3 separate regions of the Mus musculus genome follow, and regions 2 and 3 are each linked to region 1. Evidence: chromatin contacts called from public HiChIP or PLAC-seq data. All regions are on one chromosome and are shown on one strand. Each heading gives the region's core, a stretch centred on a gene start, on an enhancer-like site or on the middle of the called end of the contact. The rest is flanking DNA. Distances are from core to core; before and after follow the strand shown. Region 1 overlaps Gm41414 (predicted gene, 41414). Region 2 overlaps Gm41414 (predicted gene, 41414). Region 3 overlaps Gm41414 (predicted gene, 41414).

Region 1 (2,685 bases), core at 123-2,622:
CAAAGGAGCCCGAATCTAGAGAACAGTGCCCGCCCAGAATGCATGCTCAGCCCCTCCCTCCTCAAGGCAGCTTCAGAGCGGCTCACATCTGGATTCCCACGCTCATCGTTCCCTCCAGTGACCTGGAAGCTTTGTGTGGGCACTTGCTTGCCCTTCTGAGCAGGAAGCTCCCCTCCTGAAATAGATTTAGTGATGACCTTGCTCTGTAGGTAATGGGAAGTTTACAAGATTATAGAGCCAGGAACACAGTAGCACAGTAGGTGCTCAACAAATGCCAGAGTTCAGTCCTTATTTTACAGATTACCCTGTGCCACCTGGCTAGCCCAGAGATCTTCACAGAGAAGGGCGGGAAAGAGGGAGAGGAGTATTATGTACCCAAGGGATGGCGGGGAGAGAAGGCTCCGTGACAGTGACACTATCATCTGTTCTCCATGTGGTAGTGAGTTTTAGAAATAGGAAAACAGCATCTTCCTTCCATGGAAAGAGCCCCAGGGTTTGCATTCTTCCCAGTGGTGAGTGCTCAGATCTAGGTAAAAGTGTTACCCGACTAGCCTGCCATTTTGTGCTGTTACTAATATTATAAGGAAACTTTCTCATATGTTGTTACTGCTGTGAGTAAGAAACTTTCTCATGCCCAAGTTGACTATAGGTTCTGTGACATTTTGTGCCTTAGTATTATTGGAAACCAATTACTACAGAAGCCGGTTAGAACTGCTTTGTACAGTTAACCACAATAAGCTTGGACCCGAACCAACCACCCAGCAGCACTTCCTGCACCTGTGTATGAGCTTTTATGGCTTCTTGTCTTGATAAGCTGCCCCCGAGATGGACCCCAACATAAGAGAGACATCTGCACCAATATAAGAAGCTATTTGGAAAAAGACTTCCCTTTTGAAGAGAGGTTAAGTAAAGCTTACGTTCCCAAGATCCCCCTGGGAACTGACTTCCAGGTTGGCAAAAAGAGACATGTGCATGGACTGACAAGTTAAGACAATAATGCTAGACAAGGCAAGTCCTGTGTCACAACTGAATACCCCAACCAATGGGAGCAGGATAAATGTACAACACAGACCTGTTCCTAACAGAGTCCCTAATCCCTAAACCCTGATTGGTAGAATAACGTGGCACATATGCTTGTGGATTTTAGGCTTAAAAGCCCTAAAGGATCTTAACTCAAGGTCCCAGGCAGCTCCTGAGCTAGTCTGCAGCCCTGATCGATCAGCCTTAGGGTGTGGCGTTCAATAAACCAGCCCTGGTTGACTGAGATTGGTGTCTGAATAGTTTGTGAGGTGTTCCCCAGACCCTGACAGTGAGTCCAGACCCAGACAGTCTCCTGCCCAGAGTGCCTTGCGCAGAAGCATGGGCTCCGCTGGTTTCCTGGTAAGACCTCAGGAGGGAGGGGCATCCTCTCAGTGGGCTAGCCTGTTTACTCCTGCACTCTGTCCTCACTTACAGCTATGCTTCAGAAATCCACCTGTGCTGGGATCATGTGTGCACAGCTTCCAGCCCCCGAGAGCTTGAGCAAAGGCAGTGGATGTCAGCCTCCAGGCAGAGTAGGTAGCTGTTGTGCTCTCTGGGGAGTCGGGCAGAGTCTGCTGTGGAGGTAGGCTTGCCTGTGCTACACTCACCAGCCTTTTCTCCATCTCAGATGCCCATACCATGCTTCTGGGGACCTTCACATCCAGTCTGTGGGCCTTTCCTTGGCAGCATGAGCAGCAGCGTTGAACACAGTCTGCCCTCTGCTCAGTGAGTGAAGCACCCAGGGGTCAGGCCTCGGGTCAGCAGAAAGGAAGAGAAAGCCAGCAGCCACCTTGACCTTGACTATAGATAAGCCATTCAGTCACACTCTGGCCCCTAAGCTTTGAGAAACATGGGATTCCCTTTCACACCAGAAAGCCACCCACACTTCCTTGCCTCTGACCAAGGAGCCTCTGAGTGCTCTGGAGGCATCAAACACTGAGGGAGTTCCCAGTGGCTGTGGATCTTTAAGAATTCCATCACCATACTAGTGTGTGTAAATGCCCACGTGTAGGGAACTAAGGAAAGCCTCCAGACAAATGAAGAAACCAGGCTGCAGTGTGTACAGCTAGGAGTGAGGTACCTTACTCCCAGCCTTCTAACCCACGTGGATAGAGAAAGGTGGTCAGACCCAGTCTTGCCAGGGAGATAGAACATCTAAGAGTGGTCACAGCATCCAACAAGGCACCCAGTGAGTCACTGGTACTATGTGTCAAGCTGATTTTGTCAGCCCTGACAGAGACTAGGCAGGCAGGCAGGCAGGCAGACAGGCAGACATAGAAACTAGATCAAACAAAACTTTTTAATCAACAAAGCAGGACAGTTGGTAAGTCAGACCCAATCCCTATTGCAGCTCCAGGCTCTGCAGAGACAAGCAATGGTCCAAATACTCCCCATCCATGGTCTCCAGCCAAGGTGCTGCTCACCCAGTAGATGTGTGGAAAGCCTAGTAAGAAAGTGGTACCGTCCATCCAGGTCTAGCCCCACCTCTCACAGTCTCACACCCTCCATATGCATCTGATAAAGCAACCACATCACACAGAGAGGACATGGGCCAGCCAAAGGCTACCTGTCGAGATTCCTGTTGCAGAGTCTCCTTCCCTTGTAGGGCTGTGTAGGACAAATTTGAATCACAGTTTGTTTTCTGGTTCTTTGATGGATCTTGGG
Region 2 (2,685 bases), core at 115-2,614, 87 kb after region 1:
GCCAGCCAGACTTGACTATAAATAAATAAATATTTTAAAGTAAGTCGTAGGACCCAGCAAGAGACTCAGTCTCAAAAGAAAAAATAATAAAGTTGATACCTACTAAGGAACTATAACACGTGCGCACGTGCTGTCACCATGAGGCCAAGATACCATAGACAGAACTCTTAGAAACTATGAACCAAGTAGACATTTCACTTTTAAAACTGTTTCTGCCAAGTACTTGGTCACAACAATTAGAATATTAGCAAGTATTAAGGCCAACATAAAGGTCAGTAGAACTGGTTCGTTCTGGAGGTTCCAAGAGGCCATCTGATCTCACCCTCACCCCAACTTCCAGTGGCTACTGCCACCCCCTGGTGCCTGTGATGTTAGGTTTAATAATCAACACAACCTAGAATTGCCCAGGAAAAGCATCTCGATGAGGGATTTTCCAAATCAAGTTGGCTTTTGGATTTGCCTCTTAATTATGGTAATTGAGGTGGGAAAAGCCATCCACTGTAGGCAGCGCCATTCCCTAAGTGAGCGGTGAGAGTGGAAAAGTGAGCTGAGCACAATCACGTTTGCATGCATTTCTTGCTCTCTGCTCCTGATCATGCATGTGATGCAACCAATGCCCAACAGTGTCTGTCTCCGTGACTCCTGTAACCAGGAGTGGTGACTAACAGAAACACAGTACCATATGTATTCATTACTTTTCTGTTGCTGTGATGAAACACCATGACCAACACAACTTGTAGAGGAAGGGTTTATCTGACTCATGGCTCCAAAGTCCATCATGGTGGAAGTGTGACATTCAGGAACAGATACAGTGGCTGGAGCAGAAACTGAGGGCTCACCTCATGAACTGCCATCAGGAAGCAGAAAGAGAAAATTGGAAAGAGCAAGAATCTTTGAGCTTGCAAAACCCATCATTGACATACTTCTTCCAACAAGGCCATACCACTTAATCCTCCCAAAGAGCACCAACTGGGGACCAAGGGTTCAAATGCTTGGGCCCGGCGGGGTGGGGGATGGAGGGCAGTCTCACCACATCATCCAAGCTGCTTTTTGTCACAATACTTTTACCACAAAAGGAAGCTAAGATGTATTCCTTCCACCTCTGCTCGTGCCGTAAGGCCCCTCTACCTCCTCTGAGTGGCTGATCTCCCTCTTGTCCCTCTTATGAGAACACTAGTCACTGTGTTAGGCACACCCTAAGCCCAGGGTCATCTTCATGTAGCAGCATTGACCAGCCAGTACTGGATATATCCAGTCATCCCAGGTCAGGGCTCATCAAGGTCTCCCAGAATGCACCTGGCACTTGTTGCCTGAGTGGGAAATCAGTTTTCAGCCTGGGTGTCAGACAGGAAGTGACTCTTCTCAGCAAAGTGACTTTACAGAGCATCTCCTCTAGTATGCTGACATCATCTGATCTGGGTGTGATGGTCCAAGGACACTCCGTGGCTTCCTTAGCACAGCTGCCAAAACTGCCATCCCTGAGTCTCCTCAGAAGGTGACAGACAGATCCACCCTGTGTCTGCAACAGGAATTTTTGCCAAGCACCACACAAGGACAAGGGCTGCTTAAAGACTCAATTACAAAGCAGCACAAGGTGGCTCAGGACTCCTCGAGTGTAAGGAAGTTTTCAGATGTGAAAACGGAAGGCATTGTGTCTGATTGGGCATTGTGCTCCAGGAAGAGCAGCTGCAGAGGATACAAAGGCAGTGTGGAGTGACTGGGGAGTCCCTGTAGGTTAAATGAGTGTAGCGTCATCATCCTAACTCCTTTGTGAGAGTAAGGAGCACAAGTGGCGGTGGGGAAGGGTGTCATATGAGTGTGTGTGTGTGTATGTGCGTGTGTGTGTGTGTGTGTGTGTGTGTGTGTACATGTGAAGCCAGAGCACAGCCACAGGTGACATTCTTCAGGTGCCTTGTCTTTTGAGACAGGGTATCTCACTGGCCTGGAGCTCAGCAAATAGGCTAGGCTGGCTGGCCAAAGAGAGTCCTAGGGCTCCAATACCCTGCCTCCCTAGTACCCAGCCAAGGAATACACCTAGCACCTGGGGAAGGTGTGCGGTATTCATTGCTCTGTGCTTGTAACTTTTCTCCGGTTTGAAATGTGTGCAGATAAAACATTAAGATTAAAGATACCTAGAAATAGATCTCTCCACCAACAACGAAGCTGCAGGACTGATAGATAAGAAGGCCCATGCTGGCTTGCTCCCAAGCCTCAAGTTCACAGACATGTAAAAGCTGGAATTCAGACCAACAGAAGACATTCCCAGTGGCGTTTGTCATTGCATTCTCAGGCCAATCAATTCACAGAAGTTGGAAAAGGAGCTATATGCTCTCACCAGTTGACTACTCAGTTAACCACTGAGCTGCAGTTAGACTACAGGGTTCAAAACCTGGAGTTGGCTGGTCTTAAGATCAAGTCCTGCTTATATGCACCCCTACCCAGCTACTCTGACTCCAGATCGCTCTGTTCTCTGAATCCTGCTGGCCCTGACCCTGACAGAGAGGTCAATGAATGTGCTTGCCTACAGGACAACTGGCAAACAAATTGATACTTTGTGGCACGTTGAAGCAGAGAACTAGACATAACAACCATGAGTTATTAATGGGCTTGGACAGACCCTGCCCCTTCATATAGAAGACCAATACATCCTGAGTTCTGCAGCCAGGCCAGCGACCTCCACTGTGG
Region 3 (2,685 bases), core at 136-2,635, 70 kb after region 1:
GCCCAGCATACAGTTGGCTATCCCTCCTGTTCCCAAGACTAAGCCCTACCAGAGGCTGTGTGAGAAGCTGGAGGACCCTGGACTGTGCAGAGCCTGTAAACTCCTCTTGCAAACATTGGGCCTGGATTCCACAGCTCCTTCCAGCGATCTCGGGGCTATGTTAAGAAGTAGAAGTATCCTCTATTTTTTGCCCATTTCTAAACCCACACTCAGGTAGGCAGCACCACTGTGTGCTGAACCATCCCCCACCACTGGGCACTTAGGTCCTGTCCACATGTCCCCTCTGCAAGCAGATAGCACACCAGCCATCAACAGCAGGTTGGCAGTCATCTGGGAAGCTGAGTTGCCAGTCCAGCGTGTGAAGGGTGAGGAAGCTCTCCATGGCCTCTGCCAAGGACGGAAGGATGATGGCAATTTGGGCCATATTCAAAATGCGTAATTGTCCTCTGCCTTCTCAGAGCCGAGGACCGCATCTATAGTCCCCACTTCCTGCCACAGTTGTTGGCCCATATTGAATGCTCCAGAACCACCCACCATGAGGACAGTTCAGGCCCAGTGCACCTGCTGTGGGCTGTTCTCTTCCTCCAGCACCCAATAGCTCATTCTCTGGAGCCCTTGGGTGCAGCCCAAGTGTAACCCAAGGTATAGCTACCCAGCCAGAGCAAGGCAGGTGACCCACAGAGCCTCCAGCCTCGAGAACCATGAACCAAAGAACCTGCTGGTTTCATGAAAACCAGATCTGGTTACCACAGCCCAAGGCAAGCTCTCACCCCCTGCTTCCTTATTAAAATAGAAGCAGTTGTTGAATATTCCAGAAATGTCCCCCACCTCAGCAACTGCAGGCTCTGCATGCCTGTCTCCTGATGTGAGGTTTTTTTTTTTTTTTCTTTTAGATGTTTTTAGAATTTCCCCCCTCAAATTGGCAGGCAGTGCAACACACTGCTGTTGTCAGCGCTCACTGTGGGAGACTATAGAAAGGAAATCGCAAAAAGGTCATTATGCTTTAAAATGAATCTTTTTTAAAAGCAAAAGACAGGAAGGAAGCTGCCTGGAAAAGCTTGTGTCCGTGGGAGGAACAGCCCTCCCTGTGGCTCCCCAAGAAGGCAGCCCTGATGGCAGGTGTGAGGCTTGCTGGATCTCTGCACAGCATCCTTCCACCAAGCACTCTCAGGAGCACTCCCAGCCAATGGGAACTCAAGGTCTGTGAGGCCATTGGTGCTGACCCAGGGAAAGGTTCAACCTTCGCATGCTCTCTCTCTCTCTCTCTCTCTCTCTCTCTCTCTCTCTCTCTCTCTCTCTCTCTCTCCACACACACACACACACACACACACCTCCCAGTCTCTGTCAGTTTCTCATCTGTCTCTCTGCCTCTGCTGTGGAAATCCCTTCTCTGCTGTGGAAATCCCTTGACTGAGAAGGAAGGGATGGATCAAGGCCACTTGCTCTGGCCCAGGAATGTTCTGCAGGCTCACAAAAGCACACGCTAGGCGTGGCCTGTGAGTGAGTTTCAGTGCTGACTGCCCAGCTGCTGAGAGGCTTGGAAGCTGAGCTTGCTTCCAAGGGCAAGGCACTGGGTATCATCCCAAGAGGAAAAAGGGAGGAAAGGGAAGGAGAGGGAGGGACATATGTGGAGGGAGGAGGGAGAGAGGGAGGGGGAAAGGGAGAGAAGAAAGAAAGAAAAGGAAGGGAGGGGAGGAGGGAAGCCAAAGAAAAGGAGAGCACATGTTTTGGCTCACAAGCTGTCACAGACACGGGTCTGGCACACACTGTGGTGAACAGCCTAAGATTACAAGATTAACATTTGCTAATCCCTCCTCGTCTGAGGCAGAGGGAACCAGGCAGAGAGGCACCTGGCAGCTGAGAAGACAGCAGTTCTGCTCCACCATCAGCAAGGCAGGAAGGTGACATCATATCACAGAGAGCTGGCTCCCAATAGGGCCTCGGGACTCAGCAGCCTGTGTACTGCAAGGGCAGGGACCTGAGTCTGGGCTGGGCTACTGTTTCGGCCTTAGCCAGGAATATGATAAAACAAACAAACAAACAAACAAACAAAAAAAAAACCATGGCCAAAGCAACTTAAGGAGGAAAGGGCTATTTTACTCCCACTTAGATGGAATAGCTCATCCTCAAAGGCAGTCAGGGCTGGAACTTGAACAGGATAGGAACCTGGAGACAGGAGCTGATGCAGAAGTCACAGAGGGATGCTACTTACTGGCTTGCTCAACCTGCTTTCTTATTGAACTCAAGACCACCAGCCCAGGGATGGCATCACTCATAATGGACTGGGCCCTCCCTCATCAATCACTACTTAAGAAAATATCCCACAGGCTTGCCTACATCCCACCCTTATGGAGGCATTTCCTCAATTAATATTTCCTCCTCCCAGATGACTCTACACTATGTCAAGTTGATGTAAAACTGCTCAGCATGGTTCCCCACAGAGTCTTTCAAACATGAGTATCTAAGCCCATCTAACGTCAAAGCCAATCAAAGGACATCGTTCCTATCTGCCATCTTAGTCCTCTAAGGAAGGTCTGAAGTCACTGTGGACATCTTGGTCCCTCTTGTTCTCATAAGTTCACACAGGTCTCAGACACTTCCTCCCCGCAAGCAGAGGTCTCTGTGCTTCTTAGCCCACCAGGCTCATGCTTTGAGTAAAGCTTCGCTATGGCTGGGGACATAGCA

What was found. HiChIP or PLAC-seq counts read pairs in DNA pulled down with a chosen protein or histone mark.
Region 2: a contact with region 1 is called in an H3K27ac HiChIP or PLAC-seq map of T-cell acute lymphoblastic leukemia, with 3 times the contacts expected there. The contact joins two enhancer-like sites. A contact is called at or near these places in 2 of 15 datasets of contacts at CTCF or cohesin (CD8 T cells and stem cell-derived epiblast-like cells), 40 of 484 Hi-C or Micro-C datasets (CD4 T cells, CD8 T cells, DN2 thymocytes and 30 more), 7 of 115 datasets of contacts at active chromatin or transcription factors (the SCID.adh cell line, T-cell acute lymphoblastic leukemia, Th17 cells and 4 more) and 2 of 9 other capture datasets (embryonic stem cells and liver).
Region 3: an H3K27ac HiChIP or PLAC-seq map of thymic regulatory T cells shows a contact between it and region 1, with 2.8 times the contacts expected there. The contact joins two enhancer-like sites. A contact is called at or near these places in 1 of 15 datasets of contacts at CTCF or cohesin (CD8 T cells), 9 of 484 Hi-C or Micro-C datasets (CD4 T cells, the HPC-7 cell line, bone marrow-derived DN2 thymocytes and 6 more) and 3 of 115 datasets of contacts at active chromatin or transcription factors (the SCID.adh cell line, T-cell acute lymphoblastic leukemia and thymic regulatory T cells).

Annotation. Positions count from the first base shown.
Region 1 is chr16:5,451,873-5,454,557 of GRCm38.p6, reverse strand. It overlaps Gm41414 (predicted gene, 41414), which reads right to left. Exons shown (of 3, transcript NR_169081.1): 3 at 2,303-2,685. Among named protein-coding and RNA genes, the nearest start is that of Gm41416, 31 kb to the left of the region's middle. Within about 2 kb of position 1,372, at least 36 of the 459 cell types and tissues checked have an H3K27ac peak or open chromatin away from gene starts, as enhancers often do. A contact at or near this core is called in the P5424 cell line, the SCID.adh cell line, T-cell acute lymphoblastic leukemia and 4 more, where this site is marked.
Region 2 is chr16:5,364,825-5,367,509 of GRCm38.p6, reverse strand. The region is part of intron 1 of Gm41414 (predicted gene, 41414); the gene reads right to left. Among named protein-coding and RNA genes, the nearest start is that of Gm41414, 59 kb to the right of the region's middle. Within about 2 kb of position 1,364, at least 17 of the 459 cell types and tissues checked have an H3K27ac peak or open chromatin away from gene starts, as enhancers often do. A contact at or near this core is called in the P5424 cell line, the SCID.adh cell line, T-cell acute lymphoblastic leukemia and 3 more, where this site is marked.
Region 3 is chr16:5,381,576-5,384,260 of GRCm38.p6, reverse strand. The region is part of intron 1 of Gm41414 (predicted gene, 41414); the gene reads right to left. Among named protein-coding and RNA genes, the nearest start is that of Gm41414, 76 kb to the right of the region's middle. Within about 2 kb of position 1,385, at least 45 of the 459 cell types and tissues checked have an H3K27ac peak or open chromatin away from gene starts, as enhancers often do. A contact at or near this core is called in the SCID.adh cell line, T-cell acute lymphoblastic leukemia and thymic regulatory T cells, where this site is marked.